Regions from separate parts of the Mus musculus genome. Here regions 1, 3 and 4 are each linked to region 2. A link is a contact called in public HiChIP or PLAC-seq data. All regions are on one chromosome and are shown on one strand. The core of a region is the stretch at or near the end of the contact, and the rest is flanking DNA. Distances in the headings are between cores, read along the strand shown.

What was found. HiChIP or PLAC-seq counts read pairs in DNA pulled down with a chosen protein or histone mark.
Region 1: a contact with region 2 is called in a FOXA1 HiChIP or PLAC-seq map of pancreatic cancer cells. The contact joins two enhancer-like sites. A contact is called at or near these places in 2 of 115 datasets of contacts at active chromatin or transcription factors (bone marrow-derived macrophages and pancreatic cancer cells) and 1 of 9 other capture datasets (adipose tissue).
Region 3: a contact with region 2 is called in a FOXA1 HiChIP or PLAC-seq map of pancreatic cancer cells. The contact joins two enhancer-like sites. A contact is called at or near these places in 3 of 484 Hi-C or Micro-C datasets (embryonic stem cells, erythroblasts and uterus), 4 of 115 datasets of contacts at active chromatin or transcription factors (embryonic limb bud, embryonic stem cells, epiblast stem cells and 1 more) and 2 of 9 other capture datasets (embryonic stem cells and liver).
Region 4: an HNF4G HiChIP or PLAC-seq map of pancreatic cancer cells shows a contact between it and region 2. The contact joins two enhancer-like sites. A contact is called at or near these places in 1 of 15 datasets of contacts at CTCF or cohesin (the NIH/3T3 cell line), 4 of 484 Hi-C or Micro-C datasets (embryonic stem cells, liver and pancreatic cancer cells), 6 of 115 datasets of contacts at active chromatin or transcription factors (astrocytes, embryonic hindbrain, epiblast stem cells and 3 more) and 2 of 9 other capture datasets (embryonic stem cells and pancreatic islet).

Annotation. Positions count from the first base shown.
Region 1 is chr15:27,848,872-27,851,589 of GRCm38.p6, forward strand. Trio (triple functional domain (PTPRF interacting)) reads right to left here. Exons shown (of 57, transcript NM_001081302.1): 15 at 2,122-2,288; 16 at 62-181. Among named protein-coding and RNA genes, the nearest start is that of Gm29975, 140 kb to the right of the region's middle. Within about 2 kb of position 1,265, at least 58 of the 459 cell types and tissues checked have an H3K27ac peak or open chromatin away from gene starts, as enhancers often do. A contact at or near this core is called in pancreatic cancer cells, where this site is marked.
Region 2 is chr15:27,996,842-27,999,541 of GRCm38.p6, forward strand. The region is part of intron 1 of Trio (triple functional domain (PTPRF interacting)); the gene reads right to left. Among named protein-coding and RNA genes, the nearest start is that of Gm29975, 3.1 kb to the left of the region's middle. Within about 2 kb of position 1,445, at least 40 of the 459 cell types and tissues checked have an H3K27ac peak or open chromatin away from gene starts, as enhancers often do. A contact at or near this core is called in embryonic limb bud, epiblast stem cells, pancreatic cancer cells and 1 more, where this site is marked.
Region 3 is chr15:28,158,052-28,160,751 of GRCm38.p6, forward strand. It overlaps a transcript of Dnah5 not described here. Among named protein-coding and RNA genes, the nearest start is that of Dnah5, 44 kb to the right of the region's middle. Within about 2 kb of position 1,345, at least 278 of the 459 cell types and tissues checked have an H3K27ac peak or open chromatin away from gene starts, as enhancers often do. A contact at or near this core is called in embryonic limb bud, epiblast stem cells, pancreatic cancer cells and 1 more, where this site is marked.
Region 4 is chr15:28,180,572-28,183,525 of GRCm38.p6, forward strand. It overlaps a transcript of Dnah5 not described here. Among named protein-coding and RNA genes, the nearest start is that of Dnah5, 22 kb to the right of the region's middle. Within about 2 kb of position 1,595, at least 60 of the 459 cell types and tissues checked have an H3K27ac peak or open chromatin away from gene starts, as enhancers often do. A contact at or near this core is called in pancreatic cancer cells, where this site is marked.

The sequences.
Region 1 (2,718 bases), core at 15-2,514, 150 kb before region 2:
AAGCCAAGGGTTATCAGGCTGGTCTCCAGGCCATAAACTCCACCCGCAGACACCACCTTACCTCAATCGCATGCTGGAACTGCTCGTGTTCTCGCTGCAGCTGCTCGGCTTCCTGCAGCGAGCTGGCCGTGATGAGCCCAGCATTTAGCATGGACTCTCCATTTCGGATCCAGCCCAGCACCTGAAAACGGGGCAGAAGGCAGCTCTAAGCAGTGGTCCTTCTAGCGCCCTGCAAGGTTCCTGGGATGGGGGTGGGTCTACAAAGCGGTCCACAGTGGTTCTCAACCTGTGGGTTGCCACCCCTTTGGGGTCAAATGACCCTTTCACATGGGGTAAACTTAACCACCGAGGGGAAAAACAGATATTTACATTATGATTCATAATAGTAACAAAACTAGCAATAGAAATAATTTTACGGTTGGGGAATCACCACAACATGGGGAACTCTATTAAAGAGATCAGGAAGGTTGAGGAGAGCTGGCCTAGAGGTCCTGGTAAGGAGACAGCCCTGACTTCCTTACAATCTTACCAACAGAGCCTACAATCCCCACAGGGCTCTCACCACAGACACTGCCACAAGGGCACAGAAGGTCTGGGTTGTTTTTTTTTTTTTTTTTAAGATGGTGGAGGGAACGGGCTATGAGAACACAGACCAAGACTGTTCCATGTTATAAAGCAAACTTGTTCACTGAATGAGTTCCCTGACACTTGAGGGAAGTCCTGCTACTTCCTGTCCAGACTCTCACCTAACCCATAGTAAACTGGCCACTTACTTAGTCAGAGCAACTCCTTTGTTTCACTGACTTTCCAAGGACGATCAGTGTTAAATGACACTATAGCCCAGGTGTGAAATAGATTCCTCCACAATGCTCAGAGGCCAAACCAAGGGACTCAAGTGTACACACTACAGGGGTGTAGGCAAGCCTGTAGGACAGTCTTAATCAATGATGATGGGGAAGGCCCAGCCCGCTGTGGGTGGGACCACCGCTGGGAAGGTAGCCCTGGGGAGCAAGCCAGTGAGCAGCACCCCTCCACGGCCTCTCACAGGCTCCTGCTTCTATGTTCCTGTACTGCCGAGTTCCTGCCCTCACTGCTTTTCATGACGAGCTGTTGTATGGAACTCTGAGTGAAACAAGCCCTTTCCTCCTCAAGCTGCTTTCAGTCATGGTGTTTCATCTCAGCAATGGTAATCACAGGCTGTGGCTGGCTCCAGCGGGAGGTTGTGGGACACCAGCCACAATCTCAGCCTGGTGTGTCATAGGGCCATGGGGTGAGTAAACACCACGGCTGACTCATTACAGGGGTAGAATGGCTTCTGAAAGCCATCTTCACAGTCTAAGCAAAGACAGCCTGTAAGGTGTATAACTACATCAGTCCTTAAATAAGTGGTTTTTCTTGAGGGAAGAAGAAATGCTCACAGGTTACAACACTGTGTCTCCTTTAAATGTACAATACTAGTGACACTAATGCTACACAAGAGAATAGCAGCCCCCATCCCCATCACCTGTGGTGCCAGGAGCATGTGCTCTTCTGTGAACACAGCCTGTGTCTGCACCACAGCAGGCCGTGGCTGAGGCTCCTGGCACTTCCTTCAACAAGGCCAGGGCTGGCTTTCTGTGCAATGGACAGAATCTAACAGCCTCACTCCTCCATCTAGACCCTCCATCAGGGAGCGCTCCTTTATCCCCACCACGGGACACAGTGTGATATCTATACTTGACTCTAGTGGTATTGAATCCATTTGTCTCAGCTTCGCCCTAAATGTGACATTCTATATAGTATGCAGCTAACTCAAGAAAAGCCTAGACTTGCAGTCTGCAGATATGTCCAGATTAATAAACATTTAGGGGGAAAATCATGCATTTCCTTAGCCTAGGAAGTAATATGCTTTAAGCAAGGGACCACCAAGTAGGAAAGGATAGGCAGGGACAACACACTCAAGAGCTATGGCTGCTGAGCGGGCAGCTCTTCCACTCCAGCTGGCCATCCACGGAGGGGTGGGCTTCATTTCTACCATGAGATGCTGTCCAAGGGCAAGAACAACCTTACACAGCGGGACATGGTAAATTCTCCCCGAGGCCAACCGGTCAAGAATTCCCATCATTCCTCAGTGTCACGCACCTGCTTCACTTCCGCCTGCAGGTGGCGCAACTGCACACACTGCTCCAAGTGTTTCCGATGCTGCTCAGCTGCCAAATCCAACTCCTGCTGCTTCTCATGAAGAAACTCCAGGAGGTCCTGAACCCGAGTGGCCATGTCCACATCTCTGTCACAAAGCAGCTCCACACCTGTGAACAGTCGTAGGCGACCGGTATTCAACTCACACCATCGGTCAGCGTCTCTTGCCCAATGCACTACCCAGTGTGGCTTGTGAAAAAGGCGCCACAGGGGGCCACCTGCACTAGCAGCCCAGTTCAGGGAGACCCAGGCCAGCAGAGATGTTTCTATACACATATCCAGCGGGCCAGGGCGTGAAAGGGTGCACAGCTGAGCTGACCCTCTGGGACTTAGTGACAGGGTAGCAGCTTTTAGAAATGAGCAAGTGGCTCAGCCTTCAGGAAACATTTAATTTACTCCATGTAAAGCGGCTAATGCAAGCAGGATGTTGCTGGGGAATCACTGGATACATTTAATATTGAGGTTTACAGCGACATCTGCTGGACACTGAAACTAAACAAACACTTTCACAAGTTTTTATACTTCGCTCACAAATATAAC
Region 2 (2,700 bases), core at 195-2,694:
CCAATGAGGACAGGAGGCTCCAAGCAGGAAGAAATGGCAAGTTTGGAAATTCAGGCCGCATGGGCTGAAAATACCAGCATGTAACCACTCTCCTATCTAGGTTACTGCAAGAATGTGCCAGAAACCTGGGGGGTGTAACTCACAGACCTTTCTCCATCCACAGAACAGATCTACATCCATCCAGCTGGCTGCACATGTGCCAGCACATGCCTTTGCCACTCAGGTGAACTTAAACGGGCATGGTGTGTGTGTTGTGTGTGTGTGTACATGCCAGATTGGTACAAAAGCATGTCTTAGCATACATTACTTTGATGTGCTTATATGAATGCTTAAACTAACACAAGGATTCTCAGGACCAAAGAATAGTTTTTATTGTTAAATGGGTTTAATTTTTGTAATTAATTAAGAAGAAGTATGGAATGAGTTCTCTAACACCCTGTAAAGAAGTTGTCAGGGTTTTACTTGGGGGAATCTAACAACTGTCAGGACTTTCTCTCATTCAGGGGCACCAAGCCTGCTGAGGAAACCCCAGGCAGGGGAGCTGACAGGCTGCCCAGGAGCAGGCAGGGACAGTGGCCAATAACCCTCTAGCCCCCTTCTTCGGCAGTGAAAGGCCTGTTTTAGCCTGCTCCCTCTGCAGTCCCGTGTGGGAGGCGGGGGCACAAAGACCCCCTTGGCTCAGCTCTTAGGAAGAAGCTTAGGAAGCCGGCCAGGCCTCGAGTGCTGACAAATCCTGATTCAGGACTCAAGTCACACTTAGCTCACTGCACACAAAACAAGCAGTCCAGCCACTCCGGGAGCTGGGCAAAGGGAGCGTGGAATGTGCTGGAGGTCCTTTCAGACAGCACACTCCTGGCAGAGCCTCTGACTCAGCATCATGTCTCAGACCCACTCTTCGTCAACTGTCCACACCATTATGTGTCCGGGACTGAATCAAGGCAGATGATAAGTCACAGAAAACTACCCCTGAGTCATCAATATCTGAGTGTGACTCTCTCCACCTCTGCAGTCAGTAAGGCAGCCATCCATCTCGACTTGACAGAACAATTCCAGTTTAAGCCTACTTTTCCAGAATAATTAGCAGCAACACCCCGTTTCATTCTCAGAAGCATCTCTGTTTGGACAGTACATCCCATGATCAGCTTAATAATCAGGAGCAAATATCAGTGCCAGACAGCAACACCTGTCACCTTTCCAACACCCAGCAGCACGGATCTTTCTAACCACTCCACATATGGAGGCAGGGGGCAGTCTCAGCACAAGGCCAGCACACAGGACTAACAACCTGACCTCAGCAATCATCAGGTCAGCAAACCGGAACGTCATTCATTTTCTTCTCCTTTCCAGTCTTCATTCTCCGGCTGAAAACCATCACCTAGGAATGACCTCCCCTTTGATCTGAGCCCTTCCTGTGTGGTCCTCACGTCTCATATCCGACTCCACGGCTTTTGTTTGGCAAACCTAAAGCAGTAAGGCCGAATGAACCCTTGCCTGAGGTGCGGCACTGTGAGGGAGAATGGCTTTTTTCTTTTCTTAAGTGGGAAAAGAATTATTCCATGAACTTGGAAAATCATTTAGCAGTGTGGCTGTCAAATAGACAAAAGGGGGCTAAAAAGGATGGCTTAATTTTAGGTAGACTGCTGCTGCAAAAGTACGAGGACCTTAGCTCATGTACATTACGTATTTATACAAACGGTCACATCACATACACATACACACACACACACACACACACACACACACACACGGCCACTCACCCATGCAGACACAGTGATTTATAATACTAAATAAAATGAGATAGAAAAGTCAGACCATGTTGACAAAGGCAGATTAGAAACTGAGCCAAGTTGTTACAGTGGAATTTAGAAACTTGTTTGTTTCTGTAATTGTGGGCCGGCCGATGGGTATTTCAGACAAGTCTCAGGGTTGCATGAGTATGCTCCGCAGCCCCTTCAAGCAGACAAGCTCTCAGCAACTAATAGGAAGAGATCCTCCTAAAGCAGCAGCCGGGAGAGAAGCTGGCTCTCGATTCCCAGCAGGAGATGGGAGTGAGTGGCCTTTGCTCAGCCCCCCTGGAGTGCAAAGCCATTAGTCAGGCAGCCCGTTAGAGCCCCTTCCAGGACACACACCTGCTTTTACTTTTCTTCTTCCTTTTTCAGTTTCCCACCTGGTGCTCTCCCAGGCTATAGGACAGAGGCTCCAGCACGGGACCACTCAGACCTCATGTGGACAGATGTTTCAGGTCAGATGACAGCAGACGTGTAGAAACACCAGGCACTAGGGGCTGTGTTGGACACTTTCCCTAAAGAAGGGATTTCCTCCTGGCATGGCCATACAAGGTCCCATGCAAGAGAAGGCAGAGGCAGGTAGATATCTATGTATTTAGATCTGGCCATCTGGCTTATGAGAGTGCCTGGCCAGCCAGAGCTACAGGGTGAGACTGTCTCAAAAACCAAGGGATTTTCCATAGTATCTGCTCAACTTCCAATCACTACAAAAAATGTTAAATGTGTCCTTTGAATTTTGAAGGCACTGAGCATGTGAAATATAAGCCACTGAAAGAAAAGAATTACCTAATTGTGCAAGATTATTTACAAAAGTATTTTTTTTCAAACACTGAATTGGAATATTAATTATTAATCTGTTTTCAACACAAGTACCAGAATAATGCGAGCACCCAGGCATATGACCTGGCTATCT
Region 3 (2,700 bases), core at 95-2,594, 160 kb after region 2:
GTGAGTTCCAGGACAGCCAGGGCTACACAGAGAAACCCTGTCTCAAAAAAACCCAAAAAACAAACAAACAAACAAAGGAAAGGAGGCAAAAGGGGTTTAAGTTTTCAGCCAGCTCGGGCTACATCAGGAATCTTTGTCTTAAAAAACAAAAACAAATAAGAAACATAATATCCCTTCTAGAAATTTACATCCTATGGGAGTATCCTGTGGTAATTACATGATGGATCATATCTTTGTAAATACTTTCTATAATTCTTTGTCTCCCCAGCCAAGCAAGCAGCTTCTAGTTTATGTAAGTCATTGGTGGGAAAGGTTTGCAGGTCAGCGAGAAGAACGGAGAGAGAAACAGAAGCAGGACTCAGTTGTTTTGTGGTAACACCACACAACATCATTCCCTCAGTGCTACTCCGTGTTAGCATTGACCCTAAGCCAAGGTTGACAGGGACAAGATTTTTGGCAGCTCTGGAGAATTATCATCAATACTGCAAAAGGTGTGTTTCTGTGGTTATAGACACTGAAGTAAAAATATAATGCATACGGTGTCATGTTGCTGAAAACTGACCTCATAGAACTTAACCTTCCCTAGGGAGGGCAGAACTCCCGTCTCCCTCATGTCTGGGTAATGGGACTCATGAAGCTGGTCTCAGAATCAGAGAGAAGATCCTGCAAACATAGCTATTTCTAAGAACCGCATCTTTCTTGGCTGCTTTAAGACTCCAGGCGGAAGCTCACCTGTTACATTTTCCCATTTTGTCATGCTTAGCTCTTTCCTGGCTCGGGGCCACCGGGGAGTGTATTTATACCTCTATGCTGTTTGCATTTGGCTTTGTCTTGTGGCCTTCAACAAACAGGTTAAAAAAAAAAAAAAGAGTGGAACGGCTCTAGGTTACTTTATTTAGGAATGAAAGCCAGCGGCTGAACTCGAGCGTAAATCATCTGCCAAGGATATTTTTATCTCCCGGATTGCTTCATCTCCAGGGAACCAGCCTGGAGAGCTGGGTGGCTCCCTTTGTCTGCTCCATCCAGGGCAAGCCCGTCCCCCCAGCCCCGCCCCACCTGTGCTCGGAAGGCCGAGGAGCTGGCTGGCTGGGTGTTTTTCTTTTGCTTTCACTTCTCTCTAGAGAAAATACTTAGAAAGTGAGGCTGGAAGTATTAACTACACTTGAGCAGTTCGGTTCAATTCAGCAAACACTTGTGAAGTGCCGACTGTGTTTAAAGTACAACGGCTCATTCTGCGGAAGAGTCCTTCTCTCCTTCAGTGTCTTAGTAATCTCCCCATTCCTGTCGTCTCCCTTTCTCTTTTTTTCCTCTCCCTCCCTCCATTTTCCCCGCCCTCCCTCGCTCCCTCCTACTCCTCCCACTTCTTTCTGTCCCTTCCCCTCCTTTCAGTCCCTTCCTTTCCCTGCCCTCTCTCCTCTACCCTCTGTCCCCTTCCTTCTCTCCCTCTCTCCCTCTCTTCTCCCTCCTTCACTCTGTCCTTTCCTTCCCATTTTGCTTTTGTCATTTTATTTTTCCTCTTTCCCTTTCTCTCTCCTTCCTCCATTTCTTTGCCTCTTTCCTCTTTTCCTTCATATAGATTGCCTTCTCTCTCTCTCTCTCTCTCTCTCTCTCTCTCTCTCTCTCTCTCTCTGTGTGTGTGTGTGTGTGTACAGCAAGTAGGATTACTTTGCATGCGCATGTTTGCACAGCCAGAGACTGTCTCTTTGTGGTGTTTCTGTAGTTTTAATTTGCATGTGAGTATTGGCCATAGTCTGTCTTTCTGTCTCTTTCTCTCTCTCCCTGTCTCTTCTTCTCTCCCTCCCAGCCCCCTGTGTGTGCACACGCATAGATTTACTTTGCATGTTTGTATATTGGCCAGAGCCTGCCCTCCCCCACCTCTTTCTCTATGGAAGTTTACTTTGTGTGTATGTGTACTGGCTGTGTGTGTGTGTGTGTATGTGTGTGTGCACATACATGCGTGTGCATGCACACAAGTGTGTGTGTGCAGATTTACTTTGCATGTTTGTATATTGGCCAGAGCCTGCCCTCCCCCACCTCTTTCTCTATGGAAGTTTACTTTGTGTGTATGTGTACTGGCTGTGTGTGTGTGTGTATGTGTGTGTGTGCAGATTTACTTTGCATGCACATGCATTGGCTGCCATGGAGGGAGGTCTTTCTTCTATCAGTCTCTAACTTATATTTTGTGACTGGGTTTCTCAAGGAGCGGTGGTTCAGGTCGGCCAGCGGGTCTGAGAGCCTCCAGGCTCTTGCTGCCTCTTCCTGCTGCTGCTGGGTTTGGGTTTATGGGTGTGAGCCTCTGCACTTCAGCTTTCCATGGGTACTGAGGTCTGAATTCACATCCCTAGCTTGTGCAGCCAGCCCTTTCCCCGTTGACTCACGCCTGCAGCCTGCCCACATTCTTATAAGCCCTTGTCCCAAGTTTCTATCATAACTCTAGTGCTCCTCAGATGCTTGCTCTGAAATGAATGGCATTTTACTTCATTTTTCTTTTAAACAAATAACAAGCAGTTATGGAGCCTGATTGCTGTTTATGACTGACTTACAGTGAGACCGTCTTCAGGAGATGGGATACTGGTGTGGTATTTGTTAAACTCCATGTGATACATCTGCCCAGAGTTAGTACTCTACATTGGCTTAGTAGTGAAAGCTGTAGGTGAGAGCTACCCCAGACTGGGCATTATGATAAAATTCCCACAGGCC
Region 4 (2,954 bases), core at 345-2,844, 180 kb after region 2:
TGTTTAGTATATGTGAGACCCTGGGGGAATGCCCATTTTGGTAGTTTGAATAATATGACCCCCATGGGATCATATATTTGAATGCTGAGTCACCAGGGAGTGGAACTCTTTGAAAGGATTAGAAGGATTAGGAGGTGTGGCCTCACTGGAAGAAGTGTGTCATGGAGAGGCCATGCTAGACTCAGCCCCCCCCCCCCCTTTCTCTGCCTGCAGACCAGGATGTAGCTACTTCTCTAGCACCATGCCTGCCATGATAAATATAACGGACGAATCCTCTGAAACTGTAAGCAAGCCCTCAACTAAATGCTTTCTTTCATAAGAGTTGCCAAGGACATGTTGTCTCTTTACAGCAATAGAACAGGGACCCAGACACCCAGCAATACACAAAAAAGCAAAACAAAGCCCAACAAAAGCCAAACAATAACAAGGGACTTTGGGCTGAGACTGGGCCATGTGCACCTCAGCTCTCTCAGTAAGGCTACAGAGATCCCCTTGAGCATGGGATGGGAAAGAAGTGTGAAGGCTTTGCCCTCAGACTGGCCCTTCAAGTCAGCTTCATGATCTACAGACAGATGCTTTTTCAAGTTGTGGCTTTTCTTCTCTGTTAGATGAAGCCCAGCTGCAATGCTAGGTAGCAGTGAGGCTCCATGAAGATGAAGCAGGCATTTTTCCCTGTTGAGCCAGGGAAAAATTAACTATTTAGAGTTCTCCCCCTATTCTATGGTGCTTTTTACCCACCAGGCCTGAGGAGACTTTCTGCGTCCCCTGAGCTAATGGGATGCATGTGTATAAGATCAGTGCCCCATGGCACAGCATTTCTTAGGAAGAAGCCAGAGTGCTACAGGTTGCATGTTTGTATCTTCCACAAATTAATCCGAGTAAAACCCTCGGCCCCAGAGTATTAGGGAGTGGGGCCTTTGGCTAGTGATGAGTCATGAGAGTTCAGACAGAGCATCGTTTATGAGCAAGGAACCGTTTATGTGCCTTTATGACACAGAGTTGGTAAACACCTTGAGCTTGGCTTTTTAGCCAGCCTCCAGAACTATGAGACGCATGACTTTTGTTTATAAGACACCCAGTCGGGCTGGTGAGATGGCTCAGCGGTTAAGAGCACTGACTGCTCTTCATGAGTTCAATTCCCAGCAACCACATGGTGGCTCACAACCATCTGTAATGAGAGAGAGAGAGAAAAAAAAATCTATGGCCCGGAAAGAGCGGAGCTGAAGAAAGAGAGAGAAGGGAAGGGGGTGGGGGAAGTCACCGAGTCTACGGTGATAAGTTATAGCATCTTATGGGACTAAGACAAGGGCTAGAGGGGTAACAGACACTGGGAATAGACAGGGGAGCGGTGGGTGTCATACATCCTTCACGCTGGAAAGCCTGGGTGACGTCATAGGCGAGCCTCGGGCCGAGCCTCCCTTGCCCCACTGAACACAGAATGAGAAGCTGTGGTTCTTAAGATGTCTCTAGAACTATTGCCATTTTACGTTCACTTATGACTCTCAAAGTCACTGCTGAGGAGCCACCCTGTCCACGTGCTAATGTGAGTGACACCAGGTGAAATGCTCGAAATAAATACCTAAGCAGGCTTGGCCACACAATAGCTTGGAGAGCAGCGCCCTCTTGTGGAGAAGTCTGAAATATTCCAGTGACATAGCTCAGACTTGAAGTTTGATAAAATACATTTGAATTTTGATATTATGACTCTTTGGAAAACACCTTATCTTTAAGTTTTATATAATGAGATGTATACATGCTATGTATCAAGTTATGTATTTATACAGGACAGTATAATTTATGTGAAGTTTATGAACATTATTTTTTCAAGTATAGGAAATCATTGAAATCTCATCAATACCTTAAGGGAAAATGCCCTCATGCCCAATTTCTTGGACAAAGAATTGCATTCTACAGCATTTCTAGGAATCGATGTGAACTGAAGACAGCCAAACATTAGATGGAGTTCGGGGAGTCTCGTGGAAGAGTTGGGGGAAGGACTGAGGGCCCTGAAGGGGATAGGAACTCCATAGGAAGACCAACAGAGTCAACTAACATGGACCCTTGGGGATCCCAGAGACTGGACCGCCAACCAAAGAACATTCCCAGGTTGGCCCTAGGCTCCTGCACATATGTGCCAGATGTGCAGCTTGGTCTTCATGAGTGTCCCCAGACAAGGGGAGCAGGGGCTTACCCTGACTCTGTTGCCCATCTGTAGATCCTGGTCCGATAACTGGGCTGTCTTGTCTGGTCTCGATGGGAGAGGAGAGGATGTGCCTAGTCCTGCAGTGACTTGAGGTGCCAGGGTGGATTGGTACCCAGGGGGGACCTCCCTCTTCTCAGAGGTGAAGGGGGTGCAGGAATGGGGGGAGGGGCCTTGTGAGAGGTGGACTGGGAGGGAAGGGAGCTGCAATAGGGATGCAAAGTGAATAAATAAATTAGTGGAAAAAATAAACTTGAGGACAAGGAGTGCTCATGAGCACTTGGAATTGAATGAGGATTCCTATTATGTCCGATACTTAGTAGATCAAGGAAAGGGCTCATGAGAAGGCTTTGTTTTAGTAATGGAATAGAAGAAACTAGAAGATTTGCCTCTGTCCATTTAAAGATTGGTGGGAATGGTTTTTAATTTGATTCCTGGTAATCCATAAACCTACAAACTCCACAAATCCGTTCTAATATTGCTAACATTTCAAAGCATTGAAGGCTTTAGGATCTTCCTCTCCTTCTCTTCCTTCTTTCTTCTTCCTCCTTCCCTCCCTCCCTCCCTCCCTCCCTCCCTCCCTCCCTCCCTCCCTCCCTCCCTTCCTTCCTTCCTTCCTTCCTTCCTTCTTTCCTCCCTCCTTCCTCTTCGTTCTCCTATTCTTCTGCTTCCTCTTCTTCCTCCTCCTCCTCCTCCTTCCTCTTCTTCAAGGCTGGCTGGCAAACAACTTCCAAGGTCCCACTTCTCTTTGTGC